2 separate regions of the Pan troglodytes genome follow, and region 2 is linked to region 1. A link is a contact called in public HiChIP or PLAC-seq data. All regions are on one chromosome and are shown on one strand. The core of a region is the stretch at or near the end of the contact, and the rest is flanking DNA. Distances in the headings are between cores, read along the strand shown. Region 1 holds the start of FOXI3 (forkhead box I3). Region 2 holds the start of KRCC1 (lysine rich coiled-coil 1).

Evidence for each region. HiChIP or PLAC-seq counts read pairs in DNA pulled down with a chosen protein or histone mark.
Region 2: an H3K4me3 HiChIP or PLAC-seq map of stem cell-derived excitatory neurons shows a contact between it and region 1, with 5 times the contacts expected there. The contact joins the promoter of KRCC1 here to the promoter of FOXI3 in region 1. A contact is called at or near these places in 1 of 7 Hi-C or Micro-C datasets (stem cell-derived neural progenitor cells) and 1 of 1 datasets of contacts at active chromatin or transcription factors (stem cell-derived excitatory neurons).

Annotation. Positions count from the first base shown.
Region 1 is chr12:35,218,662-35,222,359 of NHGRI_mPanTro3-v2.0_pri, forward strand. FOXI3 (forkhead box I3) reads left to right here and starts at 2,148. Exons shown (of 2, transcript XM_525808.8): 1 at 2,148-3,065. The coding sequence starts at 2,348.
Region 2 is chr12:35,615,626-35,619,323 of NHGRI_mPanTro3-v2.0_pri, forward strand. KRCC1 (lysine rich coiled-coil 1) reads left to right here and starts at 1,861. Exons shown (of 4, transcript XM_001139925.7): 1 at 1,861-2,112. SMYD1 (SET and MYND domain containing 1) reads right to left here and starts at 2,212. Exons shown (of 12, transcript XM_063788985.1): 1 at 2,046-2,212.

The DNA of each region.
Region 1 (3,698 bases), core at 898-3,397:
TAACACAGGTGAAGAGTCGCTAGGTGGCTCTGCCACTTTTAAATAAAACTAAGGTACACACACACACACACACACACACACACTAACATACAGTTAAGGAACAAAATACCCCACGCAGGGAGAACCTTTAATCAAAACAAGAAAGAATAATCTGACATCATGGTCTCTCATTCAGAATAATTTGGAGCTATTGGGCTAAGAATTTGACTCTAAAGAAAAACTACAAAGTATGTATGGGCAAGCAATCTGCTAAAAGATAAGATAAATTATTATATTTTTAAGGACATAAATTACTAAAGGGAGACGGTTTCAAATTTTTCATAATTTATTGCCATCTAGGTTCCCAGCTTTTCTTTTGGAATTTCTTTTTAGTTTAGACCTTTACATTTAAGAACAAATATTAAATTTTTGTATTATAACTTATTTAAAAATGTTTTCCAAGCTGGGTGCCGTGGCTCACGCCTGTAATCCCAGCACTTTGGGAAACCGAGGCGGGTGGATCATCGGAGGTCAGGAGTTCCAGATCAGCCTGGCCAACATGGTGAAACCCCATCTCTACTAAAAATACAAAAATTAGCTGGGTGTGGTGGCGGGCGCCTGTAATCCCAGCTACTCAGGAGGCTGAGGCAGGAGAATCGCTTGAACTCCGTAGGTGGAAGTTGCGGTGAGCCCGAGATCGCGCCATTGCACCCTGGACAACAGAGCAAGACTTCGTCTCAATAAAAAAAAAAAAAGTTTTCCCATTTCCAATTTCCTTTCATAGTTGTCATCCTTATTTAAAAAAAAAAATTCATTTCATTTCAGGCCATTTAGGAAGAAAAAAACAAACAACACTGGGCTTATCTAAATTATGAAAACATTTTAGATCCTTGAACCAAAATAAGACAATTAAGACAAACACTATTCTTTTCTACAGCATTTGCCAGGAGATTGAATAGAAACAGTGCTTTAAAGGGTTGACAATAATTTATTTCTGGTCCCAGAAAAGACGACTAAATAGTGACATGTGAAGTGTGATTTGCATTTTAGGTATCCAAATTTGCTGATTAAATATTTTTAGATTTCATTTTCAAGAAGTGACACACCAGAAGAAAAAAAAATCCTCCAAAATACATAACTAATTTCATCATGAAAATAAATGCCCTGGAGGAGAAGGGAAGTTTCCGAATGATTAAATATTCTGAACTGCCAGTCGGCAATTGGCAAACAGAAAAAAACGTTTTCCCTCTCCCTCTCGGTTAAATGAAAACCTCAGACCTGTCACGTATTAAGAACACATTTAGGAATACTTTTAATAGTAAAATAAACAATTTTCATATTGTTGTTTCCAGCCAATCGAGGGTGATTACGTGGAACGTGAGGTCGCCACAGTATTTTACAGGTTTTATTTGTTTCCCAGGCAGGGAGACGCATTAAAAAACTTAGCAAAAGTAGAGGGCAAGTCATAGACTTGCCCGTTAGATGAGGCTGTTTTTGTAAATGAGCGCTTCTTGCACAGTTTAAATTACTTAAAACTTTGAAACTTTCGGGTTTAAAATGCTAATTCCGAAGCTACTTATTTAAATGTCTTTGAAAACATTCACCTTTATGTTTTTGAAGATAACAAATCACAACGAAAGCCCGTACAAACCGCACAGAAAACGAATAAATGCTTCCCGAATGTGAGCGAACCTACAGTTTGGTTAGAAAAACTCAACACTGATTTCCGTTCCTCCAATCACAGAATCCCCGAGGAGAAGGGGACACGCCAAGGGGGCCTGTTAATAACCTCTACCGTATACCCCAAAGCGTTGTAAATCACATCGATTATTTTCGACTGGAAGCCGATCGGTTGAGACTGGACGTGAATTCCGCGACTCGATCACAAAAGGTTAGGAGGAAAGAGGTAGAAAAGCCAAAAGGACGACTAGGCAGGTGGCCCGAGCGGCCACCCCAAGTTAACTTTTTAGAAATCATTCGTACTGTTCGGGTTATCTTCTCTTTAATATTCGTGGCTTTACTTATTATGATGTTAAGAAACGTGGGCTAGGAATGGGGTGCTGCTTTTTGCCCGAAACCTGGAGGCGCCGGCCTCCTAGACGCAACCGGGCCCGGGCCGAGGGGCGGTAGGGGCGGGGCGGGCGGGCTCCGGGTTTGGGCGCGCGGGCAGGTGGGGCGTGGCGGGGGCGTGGAGAGCCCAGGCCCGCGGCCACCGCCCCGCTCCGGGCCGGCCCAGGAGGAGCCGCGCCGGGCTCGGTTATAAGAGGCCAGCTAGCAGGCGCTCCGCGAGTACCCGCCCGACCCCGGCCCGGAGCACCGGGCGCCCAGCGCGGGTGAAGGCGGAGCCGCAGGGTTGGCCCCCAAAGGGATGCTCTCGCCCGAGCGGCGAGACCAGCCCCGCTCGCCCCTCGCCGCGGCCGCGCCGCAGCCGCCCACGGCCGCCGACATGGCCCTCTACTGCGGCGACAACTTCGGAGTGTATTCGCCGCCCGGCCTGCCCCCGCCCGCCGCCACCGCCGCCGCCCCGGGCGCCCCCCCGGCAGCCAGGGCGCCTTACGGGCTGGCCGACTACGCCGCGCCGCCGGCCGCCGCCGCCAACCCCTACCTGTGGCTCAACGGGCCCGGCGTGGGAGGCCCGCCCTCCGCCGCCGCCGCAGCCGCCGCCGCGTACCTGGGCGCTCCGCCGCCACCGCCGCCCCCCGGGGCCGCGGCCGGGCCCTTCCTGCAGCCACCGCCCGCCGCCGGCACCTTCGGCTGCTCTCAGCGGCCCTTCGCGCAGCCCGCGCCCGCCGCGCCCGCCTCGCCCGCCGCGCCCGCGGGGCCCGGGGAGCTGGGCTGGCTGTCCATGGCCAGCCGCGAGGACCTGATGAAGATGGTGCGGCCGCCCTACTCGTATTCGGCGCTCATCGCCATGGCCATTCAGAGCGCGCCCGAGCGCAAACTCACTCTCAGCCACATCTACCAGTTCGTCGCCGATAGCTTCCCCTTCTACCAGCGCAGCAAGGCCGGCTGGCAGAACTCCATCCGCCACAACCTGTCGCTCAACGACTGCTTCAAGAAGGTGCCCCGCGACGAGGACGACCCAGGTGAGGGCCGCTGGCAGGTGCTTCCCAGCCGGGGAGGGCGGGCGCGGGTCGCGAGGGCCGGCGCAGGGGTCGGTGTGCGGTTGGAAGATCTGCCAGGAGTCTTCCTGTCCAGGCTGCGGGTGGGAGCGGATGGAGGAATAACCACCCAACCCAGAGGACAAAGGGAAGGAGCAGGAGATCTTCGGAAGGAAGACTCAATGAGAAAGGAGCTTGACCTTTACATCCACATTCGCAGAGGCGGGCCAATTAGAGAAACGAAAAAAATCTGTATCCCAGAACAGAAGGCTACCCCTGGGTGGTGTTCCTTAGGCCTTTTGAAGGGAGGGTCTACTTACAAGTGAGCTCTCAGATAAGGGATGGTTATAAAGGGATCCGTGTGAGCTGGGATTTCCATCACGTTTCGCAGAAGACGCGGTGGGAGAACTGGGGTCCAGCCCGGCTGTCCCTAGGTGCACTTCCTCCTCATCGGGTTCCAGAGAGGTTCGCTGTGTCCTGAATAGAGCAAGTACGGTGCCTACCTCTAGAGATAGTGGCACGGGCATCATGAGACGGGGGTCTGGGATGGGAGAACTTTAAGCAGAGAGGTTCTGCAAATTGCAGTTTGGGTACCTTAACTAGTTAGAAATTTAGAAA
Region 2 (3,698 bases), core at 611-3,110, 400 kb after region 1:
TTGCTGAATCACAAGTAATAGCAGGGTAGGGAGGTAAGGGCAGTGGAAAGATAATGAGATCAGGGAGGTGCACAGAAACCTCACAGTACTCAGTTTGACCTTTTCCAACAGACACTGGGGAGCCAGTAATGACTTTTAGAGAGAACCCTTTGGCAGCAATATGGAGAGTAGACTGGAGCAGTTGAAGTCAGAGGGAGATCTTAGCACGTTTCTAGCAAGAGATGATGAGAATCTGAAATAAGGCAACGGCAATGTGACAGGAAAGTAGAGAATACCCAAAATAAACGCTTCCACAGTATACCACGAGACGTGTCCATCAACAGGAAAATCAGTGGAGTCGTGTCCAGCAGTGAAATGAACAAATTACACCTGTCTTCAACAGCTTAGACGAAATTCAAAATATTAAGTGAAACAAACAAGTCCCAGCGTACTGCATAAAGGTGTAAATCTTATAACGTTTAAAAACAATCTAAATGTGTTTTAGCCATGCCTATGTGTGATAATAAATAGAGAAAGGAAATGATGAATACAAACCAGGTTAGTGATTTCTTTGGGAAACAGGGGATGAGATGATGAGATATATACATACATACATATTTGTGTGTATAATGTATATTATAGATGTACATGCTGAAAGAGCAACAGGGAGAGAGAGAAAAAGGTCATTTATGGACCAATGATGACGACGTATGATGACAAAGGATTGTGCTGAATCTACTCTGTGTATTTAGGGTATAATAAAGGAAAGATTATTACTGAGGCTTTATTGTAAAGATCATAAAATGTTTTGTTTTACTTATATTCCTTTTCTTTGTCTTTTTCTTCCTCCATGCATGCTTGCTTGCACGTAGTCATTTCAGTAGAGGGTAGTCACTAGTGATTGATTAACTTCATAGCCTAACCCCAGAGTGCTGGCAAGATTGATGAACTTGTTTTTCTTTTAAAGAACAATGGACCTGGCACGGTGGCTCACGCCTGTAATCCCAGCACTTTGGGAGGCCGAGGTTAGTGGATCACTTGAGCCCAGAAGTTCAAGACCAGCCTGGGCAACATAGTGAGACATCCCCACCGCCTGCCCAATCTCTATAAAAAATGAACAAAAATCACCCGGGCATGTGTGCATGCCTGCGGTCCCAGCTACTTGGGAGGCTGAGGTGAGAGGATCGCTTGAGCCTGGGAGGTCGAGGCTGCAGTGAGTGGTGATCCCACCACTGCACTCCAGCCTGGGCGACAACGCGAGACCCTATCACAAACAAAACAACCATGACCCTTAGGTCACGCAGACCTCCTTGATGGTCCAGATGGGGCATCATCTAATGGGGCAGATGAGACCTAGAGTCCCAGGGAGGAAACAGCTTTGATCATGGGGGATCCCACCCTCTGTATTCTTACCTTACTCATAAAAGCCCCCCAGTTACGTTCTAAGGCATGTCAGTATTTGAGAGACTTCTCCCGCTCTCTCGCTTTGGCCAAACGGAATAAACCTTCCCCCGCTCCTAAGCACTGAATGTGTCGGTGTTTGGCTTACTGCGCATTTGTTACACGAACCTATATTGTAGGTTCTGTTGATAAGGCAACAGATCATGTATTTTTGAGATACTTTGAGGGTGGAACTGTAAATTTCCAGTTTTTTTTTTGTTTTTTTTTTTTTACTCAGTTGGCTTTATATTCATTCTCCCAAGGCGAGCGAGCGACCCCCACGAACTTTTCCTTGCCCCAAAAAGGAGGGCAGACGGACAGGATCAAAACCAGTCGCGCCAGCAAAACATTAGAGCCGCGCCGGGAACTGCCAGGCCAAGCGGGCGAAGCAAGCAGCAAGGCGGGGCTCAAGAGGCTTCCTGGGCGCTGGGCTGGCCGCGCAAGCGCAGTAGCGCGCCTCGCCGCCATGGCGTCTGTGCTGTCCAGTCATAAGCCGGTAGTGGCGGCGACTTCCCCTCAGGAAGCCGGGTCTCCGCCTCCTCCTCCCATCCCGCCTGCTCGGCGGCGGAGGCGGCGGTGGCGGCAGCGGTTGTTCCTGCCTCTCCGCCACCTCCACCGCGGCTTACCCCTGGCCGGCGGCGTTGGCGGGGCGGGGGACAGTAGTTGTAGACGCCCGCCCCTGCCTCAGAGAAGGTGAGTTCCCGCCCCGGCGGCGGGGGCGGCCCGGTCTTCAGCCCCTCAACTCCTGCGCTCCAGGACAGGCCTCGCGCGCCCAGCCCGCCGGGCGCGCCCCGAGTGTGCGAAATGGCCGACCAGGGCGCGGCCCGAGTCCCGCGCACCCCTCACCGGCCGCCGCCCCCGGAAAGAGACGCCAGGGCTTCCGAGTGGAGTGCGGAGGGAAGGGGCGCTCGGCTTGCGGAGGAAGCCGAGGTCGGAGTGGGAAACTAGGGGCGACCAAGAGGAAATCTAGACCCGGAGGAAATCTAGACCCGGAGCGTCAGGGAAAGGGAAGTGGGGTGAGGAAACTCGAAAATTGAGGGGACAGGGATAAATAGAGAAAAGCCCAAACGTGGAAGAGAGTAAGCTTCCGTTTGGTGAAGTTCAGCATCCTGGAAAGTAGAGACTTTGACGTAGGACGCTTAGGGAGAGGTGGATTTAGGAATCGGGGAAAGCAGGAAGTAGCGGGGCCCTTGGGGGAAGAGAAGAGGGGATGAGGTTTAGGGGGGGATCACTTTGGAGTTATCCTAGGCTTTTGAGGATATGGCCCTGTAAGACAAGCTTCTAAGATTTATAGGCCCGTCTTGATAGTGATCTGGGGTTTTATGTGTGTGTGCTTTTAATCCTCTGATTTAGAGACGGAGGTCTCGCTGTGCCCAGGCTGGAGTGCAGTGGCGCGATCATAGCTCGCTGCAGCCTCCAGCTCCTGGGCTTAAGCGATCCTTCTGCCTCAGCCTCCGGAGTAGCTGGGACTACAGGCGCGAGCTACCGCGCCCAGCTGAGTTTTAATATGTACCTACCAATGTCAGAGATACACGAAGCTGGACATTAAAGCGTTGAAAAAGGATTTTATTCCGCAACTGCTGACAGAGGGGAAAGGCTGAGCTCCATTCCTATTTTCACCGAGATGACTGCGAGTTTTAAAGGGAGATGAAGGGAGTAGGGAGTGGGAAGAGAGGGCTCAAGTAGAGTCAGGGAGGTGAAAAATTACAAAGTGCTGGTCACTGTAAAAACGCAAGTAGGCCAGCTGTGTCTCCTATCTGGGAATTATCTAAGATAAAATACTATCCTCCCACAGAGACTGGGAGTCAGGCCCAGTCCTTCCTGGTTACATTTCAGAGCGATGGCTTTCAGGTCCTTGAGAAAGACACTCCTGAGTTGTAAGAGGTACAAACACATCTCAAAGGAACAGAGGAGGATTCGTAGTTGTGAGCCCTTTTTAGTAAATGCCTTTTAAAAGGGAAGTCAGGGAGCTGTTATTAGGTGTTGGCTAGAACAAACAGTAAAAATATTTTTGACAGCCTGGCTTCTCCAACAGGAACTCAAAAGAGGGCTGGATTGCCCTCATGGACGTGGGCTTAGGCTTCTAGAGGCCATGTTAAATTTTGGTCGACTCTCCAAGGATGGGGAGAGCTTTTGCAGTTCTCCAACACATTGCCCCTAACACAAAATGCTATTTCTTATCCATCTTAATCTAAGAGATGTTTGAGTTCTTACTATAATAGTTCTATATGTCTGCAAACAGCCTGCTGGTTGCAAATCATGAGATAAGGCTTAAAGCA